Linked DNA regions of Zea mays: region 1 is linked to region 2. The links are chromatin contacts, called in public Hi-C maps. All regions are on one chromosome and are shown on one strand. Each heading gives the region's core, a stretch centred on a gene start, on an enhancer-like site or on the middle of the called end of the contact. The rest is flanking DNA. Distances are from core to core; before and after follow the strand shown.

What was found. A called contact is a pair of places that touch in the nucleus more often than the background predicts.
Region 1: a contact with region 2 is called in a Hi-C map of tassel, with 2.7 times the contacts expected there. The contact joins the enhancer-like site here to the promoter of LOC103627164 in region 2. A contact is called at or near these places in 2 of 25 Hi-C or Micro-C datasets (endosperm and tassel).

What each region holds. Positions count from the first base shown.
Region 1 is chr5:164,875,757-164,880,759 of Zm-B73-REFERENCE-NAM-5.0, reverse strand. LOC100285117 reads left to right here. Exons shown (of 12, transcript NM_001158012.2): 9 at 1-22; 10 at 105-232; 11 at 511-631; 12 at 726-1,214. The coding sequence ends at 935. Among protein-coding and RNA genes, the nearest start is that of LOC100285117, 19 kb to the left of the region's middle. Within about 2 kb of position 2,984, at least 7 of the 20 cell types and tissues checked have an H3K27ac peak or open chromatin away from gene starts, as enhancers often do. A contact at or near this core is called in tassel, where this site is marked.
Region 2 is chr5:164,599,774-164,604,927 of Zm-B73-REFERENCE-NAM-5.0, reverse strand. LOC103627164 (F-box protein At5g50450) reads left to right here and starts at 2,837. Exons shown (of 3, transcript XM_008647468.4): 1 at 2,837-3,152; 2 at 3,333-3,495; 3 at 3,711-4,680. The coding sequence starts at 2,980. The coding sequence ends at 4,508.

The DNA of each region.
Region 1 (5,003 bases), core at 1,735-4,234, 280 kb before region 2:
AGCAAAGGAACTGTGTACCGAGGTACTATACTCTGAGTAAAGTGAAATAACTTGGGAATTATAATAAGAAAAAAACTGTGGTTACAATAAGTATTGGTATTTAGGTCCTGGAATCTGACAACACAAACGTGAAGGCCTTGTACAGAAGGGCACAGGCACACATGCATCTTGTTGATCTTGATTTGGCAGAGGCAGATATCAAGAAAGCTCTAGAAATAGATCCTGACAACAGGTAATGCTTTGTTGGTACTGCTTACTTGATTAAATTACAGATCCCACACCCCAGACATGGTAATATGTAGTACTGAAGTTGGCTTAATGAAAATCCTCTGAGAATAATTTGCCAGCTAATTCTGTTACATATCATATTTTCAATGCAATCAGGGAAATCAACAGTTGATATCAATCAAACATGCAATCGCACCTCAGTCTTTTGCGATATGTGTTTTTATGCAGAAACTTTAACCTGCGTGCTGATACAAGTAAGATATAACTCATTCTCTTCATCAGGGATGTGAAGATGGGGTACAAGAGGCTAAAGGAGAAGGTCAAGGAGTACAAAAGAAGGGATGCCAAATTATATGGCAACATGATTTCCAAGTTGAGCAAGCTTGAAGACACGGAAGATAATGTAAGTTCCCTCTGACCCTCGCCCCACCTTGCCTTGTGTGATACCTTGATGGCCATTGGTCTAACTGTAAATTTGGTGTTGTTGCTGGTTCAAGGGCCAAATGAGTCAGGCAGTAAACAAGAAGCGTGAGCTCTTATGGCCACTGGCGGAAATGCTTAGGAGATTCTTCACTGCCGATGGTAGCAAGGGTTCCACGCTGTGGCTTGTGCTGAGGCTATTGATCCCGGTAATAGTATTGGTTGCAGTTTGTGTGGGTTACTTCATGCACAGCAGTGTTGAAGAGATAGACTGCATCAACTGTTAGTTGAGCAGGGTATCTGTGCTCACCTTCTGTCCTTTTTCAGGTGAGTGTTTATCGTTGTATAGATCTGATGAGTACTACACGTATTTGTTGGTTGTGTGGGTTGAGGACTTGAGGGCGAAGTATTCACGTGTACTGTACTGTTAAACTTGACTTGTCTAATAGTTGCTTCCACTGTCTCAAAAAGAAAGATAATCTTGTTTTTTCAGTTGTCAATCAATCATAAGTTTTACTAGATCTATAGAAATATTATTTACATATCTATATAAACAAGTTTACTACCAAAATTTATTATGTGATTTAATCAAATGACTTATTACTTGTCAAACTTGAGTTCATTCAAGTCTGGAAAAGTGAGCTTTATAATCTTTTTGGACTGAAGGAGTATACTAAAGTAAGTCTTTATAGCGTCTTGGTATTGTGCTATGTTGCTATCGGATTTTGCAGCATATCCTGCGCTTGAACAAAATAAATTTTCTGGTAACAATTCAGTTTTGAATTGGAAATCCTAAACCCACCGATAGAGCGGCATGCCGCATACACGAGGTGCAATTGAATGTAAAAATATGTATGTGGTCTGTGTGCTGCCCGCTTATTTATACCATTATATAATTTACCAGTTTACACTTTATAAAATACATCTAAACAAATCACCTCACATCTATAACCTCCACTAAATTTACCAAATAAATTGAACTCAGGCTTAACACATCATTAAAATCAACGTTTCATATTGCTGGATAACATTCTCTTTATTAATCACTCAAATTCAGTGGATAATATTATTTAAATCATTCTTCATCCCTCTCCCACGTGACCCTGATGTCCCCTTCCCCTCACTCGTGCCACAGTCGACACTTGCCTTCCCTTTCGCGGAATCGTAGCGTTAGCACATGCTATATGCTACTATATTTTGATTTACTAGTGCAGACTCGTGCATTTTTACGGTTTTTATATATCAATTAGATAGACCTTACTTAAATGAGATATTTATTCAAACACGATCTAAACTTATAGATTTCTAGATTGCATCAAAGGAAGACAACCGAGAACTAGGACAGGGTCTATGCAAACCGGTAGTCAGCACGCCTCTAGATCAAACCAAACCAATTTTGAGTTAGGTGTGTGACGATGTCATCCTTATCGGCTCGCGGGTCCGGCAGTACACCTCGCGCATATCTAAACACACGCTCCAGGGGTCGGATCGCGTGAATTGGTGCACCCACGATTTTGCCCTAGAGACGATGGGCGGCGATGTGGTAAGGAGAGGCGGAGACAATAGACAACGAGGTATATGATGTGGGGTAAGACAAGATGAAGTTTTTTCTCGATTTTTTTCACGCTTGCGAGATCAGGGATAATGAGGGTGGAGGTACTAGACTATAGATCACAAAATGGGGCGTGACTGATGGGCTATCTGAGGTACGGTCCATTTAATAGTGTTGCAGCCCAGCCTAGCTTGACATGAATCAAACTGAACCCATGTCGGTTTGGTCGGAGAACTGTGTTGTGCCATGGCTTATTACAATATTTACAATATTTATTTTTTATATCACAAAAGTTAATGAACTCTAGTGGTTAGATGCCATGGCTTACTACTTCGACGTCTTGGAAGCGAACTGGCGTCTAGTTGAATTGGTTAGGTGGTCTGAGTAGCACTCCTCAGGTCCTGGGTACGACTATCTGTGGGAGCGAATTTTAGGCTGTGGTTAAAAAATCTCCTCGTCTGCCACACGCCAAAGCATAAGGTCTAAGGCTCGTCCTCGGTCGCGGTCGTTCTCACATGGGCTTCGATGCTAGTTTGTATGGGTGGAGCAGGGGTTCGGGAGTTTTCTCGACCTCTCTGAGAAGGTCTTCTTCTTATAATACAATACTCGGGGCTGTCTTACCCCCGCAAGTCGAGTTTTTTACTTCGACGTCTTGGGAAAATCCAGCGCCCCACACATGTTTTTTTCACGGTATTATTTTCGCGGTGGGAGTTGGGAGGGATGCAACGCTCGACATCATGCAGATAGGCTTGTGGATCCGGATCCTCGGCAGTCACGCAGTCGACTGCCAGGAAGCTGACAGGTGGGGTCTCCCAGCGTCGACGCGTGAGAGCAATCGACTGCCGAGGATCCCAATCCGTGTGGATAAACTTTAACTTAAATAGTACATATAGCGATAGAAGTGAAACCTTATAATTTGTGGTAATATTTAATCAAATTAAATGTAGGTTTCTTTTCTTTAGAAAATGAACATAGGAGATAAATTAAATGGCTTACCAGCTCACCGGATCCAACCGAAGCAGCCCACCAGGTAAGGCCTTGTTTGGTTAAATCCATCCCGGCCTGGATTCACCTGGATCAGGGTTCAATCCAGGCCACATTTCAAGCCCATAAAAAACTAGACCAATTTAATTTTTTTGTTCGGTCAGCCTATCTATGGATTCTGGCCCAACCACCTGGATTTTTTTTCAGTAGGGATGACCAGGATTGCATCCAGACCTAGCTCCCTCTGGAATAAAACCCACGAGGCGACGACATGGTCGTCTCCCCGAGGGCGATGGCACGCCTCTCATGTTTGGATTAAACGAACAACATGTTTGGATTAGAGTCATGGATTTAATTCTAGTATGGGATTGGGTGAGGGGTATGGATTCACCCAATCCAGCTTTGGATTAAATCCATGATGGAATTTATTTTATCCCCAACAAACCGAACAAGACCTAACTGATTGATACACTGGGAAGCAACCAACTAGAGAACCAATCGCACCAGCTACACGCGATTAAATGAGTTGATCCGTCCGTCGTCCGCAATACATAACATCAAATATTTAGTCATAGTTCAGTCATTCAAGATTTACTTCAGCAATTCAAAGTTTGCTTCGACCATTCAAGGTTTACTTCAACATACATCAGGAACAAATATGCAGCAATTCAAGTTTTTCTTTACCCATTTAAGGTTAACTTTAACACACAACAACAAAAAATATTAAGACATTCAAGGTTTATTTCAATGTAGAATTGGAACAAATATTTAGCCATTCATGGCGCATGGCACAAGTTCGGTCACGTTGCCCTTCGTCTTCCCTGTCTTCGATGTAAACATACAACTACCGAACCGCTGCACCAACTTATCCACTGTCTTCTTCTGCTAATGCAAACAATAGTTATTGGTAAAAATCTCAACAGATGGAGACCCTCCATAGGTCATCGTCGCTCACACAAACTTGCTGAGCGTGATAATGGCATCGGGAGTGAGCTAATGAAGATGAACTCCAAACTTCTCCAATACCTCAACCACGAAGTCATGGTACAACAGGTGAAGGCCATCAACGAAAAAGTCCTCGAAAACCACCCTCCTCATGGCTACGATGAAGCCTCCAATCCGGAGGCCTAACCAGCCGTCGCTAGAAAATATCCCATGCGCTCCATCGCTCTAATTCAGCGCTCCAAGTGCCAGGACTGTCCAAGCTCGAAAGTCTCCCCATTCCTAACTATCAAAGTCTTGAAGATGTCATCCATTGGTGGAAGTACGATGTCATCCGAGCCCGAGGAAGTTGAACTATTCGTCGGGGTTAATTTAACCGGTGACACGATGGAACTGGTAGGGTCGGTGAGAGGGGAAGAAGCAGGTTCCATGGCATGTTGGGAGTGGCTTCATCCAACTGTCTTGATCCTCGCTAGTCTAGTTGTCGAGCGACGGCAATCGCCGTCGGTAGAGCATAGACGATAAAAAAAGCGTGAGTGGAAAGGTGCAACAGTAAAAGTCGTGAGAGTAGGTGTAAAAACCCTACTACTGTCTTACCTTATATATGGCCACAAAACCGTACATTAATGGTCAAATCTCCTGCCCCCGGATCAGCTCAATTGACAATCGAGGACAACATTCACATCCTTCGTGCAAGACTTCAGGATCGACCCATCAAGTTGAGGCTCCCCTCGGGGGACTACTGTTAGGGCGAAGGTCGAACGTAACCTCAATCATGTTCATCGTTGACCCCGTTTGCGTACGCAGGGTACAAGAACAACGCAAATAGGTTCTAGGAACGAAGAATACGACAGTCTGCTCGACTCAGGGTCCATGG
Region 2 (5,154 bases), core at 1,588-4,087:
GAGTATAATAATTTTTGTTGCTTCAATAGATTGTTTGTGAGTTGATGCATATAGAAAATATACAAAATATGCAAAACCTTTTTTACACTTTGTAAAAAGATAGAAAATTTGTGAATAATGTATGCATACTAAAAACACACAAAAATCCTTAGCGTGCCATCGAATGTTATAGAAATTACTCCACCGTTGAAAATGTTATCACTCCTATTGCGAGACTGCAATAACAACGTACTAGAGACTAAATTGTCACTTGATCCATTTGTCAAATATCTCTCTATCTCACGTGCTCTCTCTCCCCCCTTTATTTCCATACATTCACTCTCGTCTCTAGCCTCCCAATGCTCACACCACATCCCTAATCCGTTAGCCAAAAACATGCTAGCCTCCGAGAGCTCGACTTCGGCCATGCATATGACCCACAATCCTAACATATCCTCTTATCCACCTCTTCACTCACAAGCCTCACTTGAGTTCAATTCAAGGTGCATTCTCTACCTCTAACCATTTTTGCGCTTTAAAGCCAGCTCTGCTCCAACTAAGCCCAAACCTTTTTGTTTGCAGACCCTAAATATCACCTCAACTCTTAAACACCATGATTGGTATGGTTGGGACATTTAAACTTACTAAGCTTCTCACTTCTAATCAAAGTATAATCTTTTGTTTGTAACTTCCTGATGCATATTTAGTGACGACTAAACACCCACATTATACATACAAGCACATTAGAGAATGGGGGTTCTACACAAACATGGTCAACTACTCATAACACAAGAGTCTTGGGTTCAATTATGTTAACAAGAAGCATTCAAACATTTGAATGATCCACAACATAAGGTCCATAGTGTCACAAAACATTTAATGAAGGATGTTTTTTCATGGAAATCATTTGGCCCATCATCCAAATGGAGGGAAACAAATGCCACCCACCCTATAAGCACTTTATGCTCACAATCATGTGGGCCAAATAAGATCATTTGGGCACACATTCTCAAGGCCCATGTGCGTCACTTTCTAGACGAGTTCACTTGTCACTTATTGGTTTTATTTTCTCCATTTATAAAACTTGGGCCTTCTACATATATGTTACTATACTCTTTCTCTTCTTTTGCGGTTGTCCCGCATATGGGCTAAGGACATTCTCAATGGTAATGCCAAATCGCTAATGTAATTGGGTAGACACTGAAAACAATAAAAAATACAAGAAGTATGACGTGACTCTACATAGAGCATTCGATTTGAGAGATAGAGCTTTTTTGTGGTTCATGTAGACTAGTGAGTTTAGACACGCTAGCGTGTTATTCTCCTCCATTATGCCAGATGAAACCGTATGTAAGCTATCAGTTTAGTAACCGTTGTGGATACCCTAAGTAGATGCAACTTTTTGTGTGGTTTGAGGATACACGTGCATGGGGTGAAATGATGAGTTTTTTTGTCGTGATGTGGATTGATGACTGACGTTAGCATGCAAGAAGTTTGCATTGTGCGATACTAGTCCATTATCCCTACAAATATGAACATTTTCTTTATTTGGCATTAATCTTTGTTTTGCAATGTTTATCATAAATCTAACATAACATGATCCATATTGTATACTTTTGGGAATACTATTCTTACTATCAATTTATATGTCAGCGATGTTAACCTAACCTACAAATGAAGTTCTGCAAAGTTGCTACACTGTTTGTGCACAAGCTATTATATATTAGATGTATAATAGAAACTACTATCATCCCCACCACATAAATTATTAGTACAAGAGGCGTTATCTATAAGCACAAGTTGCTCGCGGTCATACAACATATTTTGCTACACTACCTTGGTTTATATAATATCAAGAACTAATAAGGAATATTGTATCAATACAGTTTTGTATTGGGGTATTTTTAATTGTTCTCATGGCGAACCTGTATTTTTCAAATTATATTTTTAATATTCTTTTATGTTGATAGCATTTTCTCTATGAGATTTTGTTGTAATTCCTCTGATAATTTCTTAACGATCACTCAATCTATGTTTGGATGGTTCTTGTTGCACAATTGAATTGTTGCTATGGCAAAACACTATATAATTTTGTTGTCATTCTTTTTTCGAAAGCATGCAAAGAAGTTTGTGCATCTTTGGATGAAGATCGAGAAAATGTTGAAGTTGCAAGGACACACTACTATGGGCAGGGTGTTGTTTTACAATTCGGGTTGCTCCCCTAGCAAATTAAAGATGGGGCTTAGGCGATTACTCACGAATAAGCTGTCTAACTTAGAGTCTCCGACGTCAATACAGCGGTCCGCCTCTTGCTTGATCAAGGAAAGGATTTGCTAGACAGGTGTTGTTGCTACTCAAATTTGTTTTTAGGTGTTTCCATCTATGATGGCAGGTTTAAAATGTCCCCATGTGACTATATATTACATGTTGTTCTTGTCAAATACCGTACCACACAATCTAGCTACATGTTCTTTTCTAATATGCTCTTGTGGCATGTTTGAATTGTTTCCAGTAAAAGTACATCTATCATTCTTGTGGTATGTTTTAACATTTCGCATCGTAATTTGTTTTAACATATAATGAAGTGACTATATATATGTTTTAACATTATTTCTCATCTTTCTAATGAACTATTAAATCGCATATATGTTTAAAATTCAGTGTCTTAGTGGTGGCCAAAGTTAACGCAAGAGCGCCCACGTACGAACAAGCTTAGGAAGGCCGTGGGCCTGTTGGGGGGCATGCAAAACGTTCGATTCGAAGCAGCAGGCGAACGGCTGTCCCGGACGGAGGACATGCCGTCGATCCTAACTAACGGCGCGCGACCCCGGGGGGCAGCAGGGGTTTTGGGTAAACTGGCCGCGCGCCGCATCTGCGTGCCCACCCCGCCTCCTCCCCTCGCTATAAATAGCACCGCCATGGCCAGCCTCCGCTTAACTATCTCCATCTTCTCTCTTCACTCCGAGGATCGGAGTGAAAGGAGCACTAGCTACTGGCAGTATGGTGAGTCTGTGTCTGCAGGCGAAGAGGCCTCGGGTGGGGGCGGCGCCACGGGTTGTGGCGAACCAGATGGGGGCGTTCGAGGTGCTGCCCCAGGAGCTGATCCTCTCCGTGCTCACCGCCCTGTCGTCGGCCGCGGACAAGCCCGCCGACCTCTTCAACGTCATGCTTGTGTACGTGCACGCGCCGGCCGGACCCCATGCATCCTAGCCTAGCTAGCTACATGTTTTTTTTTTTGGTTTGCTCTCTGATTCTGCTGGAAGAAGGCACAGCATGACATGGACGAGCCCATGCATGCTTGGAGTAATTAATTGTTGATTATTACTAGCTCCGCTTCGAACCATGGCATGCAGGTGCCAGGAGTTCTGCAGGCTGGTGACTAACCCGCAGGTGATCCGGGCGGCGTCGGCGGCGTGCGTGTCCGTGCTCCCGCGCAGGTGGTGCGCAGCCGCCGACCGTTTCCTCCGCTTCTGCGGCGACAACGGCAACGCGGACGCCAACTTTTTCCTCGGCATGGTGCGTCGTCCCGGCCCGTGTGTCTCATTCCCGTCTCCCGAGTACTATAAGTGGTCCTGCGTGCTTGTCTTTAGTAGTCTACTACGCGGACAACGAACGCACATCACATAAACTGAAGTGAATACATACTGATCGATTGATGGATGCATCCATGTCCATCGATCGGGGATCTTTCGGCTTCTCTCTGTCTGCACGCACCCGATCGACACACACAGATCCAGTTCTACTGCTTGGGGCTCCAGACCCATGGGTGGTCCCGCATGCTGATGGCGGTGCGGTCGGGCCACGCGCACGCCGCCTTCGCCGCGGCCGTCGTCTACTACAACGGCAGCTGCATCGACCACAACCAGAGGCAGCCGCTGGCGGCCGCGAACCTGTTCGCGCTGGCGGCGTGCCGCGGCCACATGGGCGCGCTGCGCGACCTGGCCTTCTGCGTCAGCAACGGGCTGGGCGTGCGGCAGGACGCCGAGGCCGGCCGCCGCCTCACCTTCACGGCCAACCTGCGGGAGTTCCGCGCCACGTACCCGACCGCGGCGGAGCAGGCGGTGGCGTACGCCCACGTGGTCGGCAACCCCGGGTGCCTCACCAGCGAGCTCGGCTGCTTCACCACCGTGCCGGCCAGCCTGCGGGGGTGGGCGCACCCGGCCAACCGGTTCCTGTGCGACTGGTTCTCGGCGAACCCGCTGCCGTTCCCGCCGCGGCGCCTGCTGCTCATGTGCTCCATGCCCACCTGCGGCCGCCCGGAGACGCGGGGCCTCGAGTACCGCCGCTGCCCCGTCTGCGGCATCGCGCGCTACTGCTCCCGCTCCTGCCAGTCGCTGCACTGGAGGATGGGCCACACGCGGGAGTGCGTCCCCACGCACCAGTGGCTCATGGAAGCCATTGCCAACCACGCCGTCGTCAATGCCGACGACGGCGCCAATGCTGCTGCTATGCCCGCTGTCAACAATAATAGCGCCACTCACCACAACAATCTCGGTGGTGCTGCTGCTGATGCTCCTGCTCCTAAGTAGACATGCGTCGACGAGCCGGCCCGCTAGCTATTCACCAGCGCTAGCTACTACACCTCTCCTATCCTATGTTCTCAGTTAACTTTCTGTCAGACAGTAGTTTTGTTTTCCTTCGTGTAATCGCCTAGATATATATATTTCCATTTCTAAAATATATACCTGTGAGTTTTCTATATATGCTACTAGTTTTAGTTTATTATGCTTGGACATGCCGCCCATGATTATGCATGCTTTGCTGCGCATTACTATCATCTTCTTATAGCTGATGATGATATAGTTGCGGTAGTACATACCCAAACTCATCCAGAAATTCAGTACTACGCGCACCGAACCACCGTAGCACGCCATCAAACCAAGTCACACGTCATCTAGTCAAAGACAAATGACCTGGCGCACGTTTCTTGCGAGCATCAATAAAGCTCCTTTAATTTCGTGTACGACAGTTGTCGAATACTAACACAAAAAAAGAAGGATTATTTTACGTAATATATGAAACTGTAGTAATAATGCACTGTGCACCAAGGTTCAAAATTAATAGCGGAATCATTTTTTTCAGGCTATAAGGCTATTGCGCAGCTATAGCCGGATTTATAAAAACATGTATAATTTATGCAAAAATATGGAAGTCGAGCGATATGTTTCTAAGGCG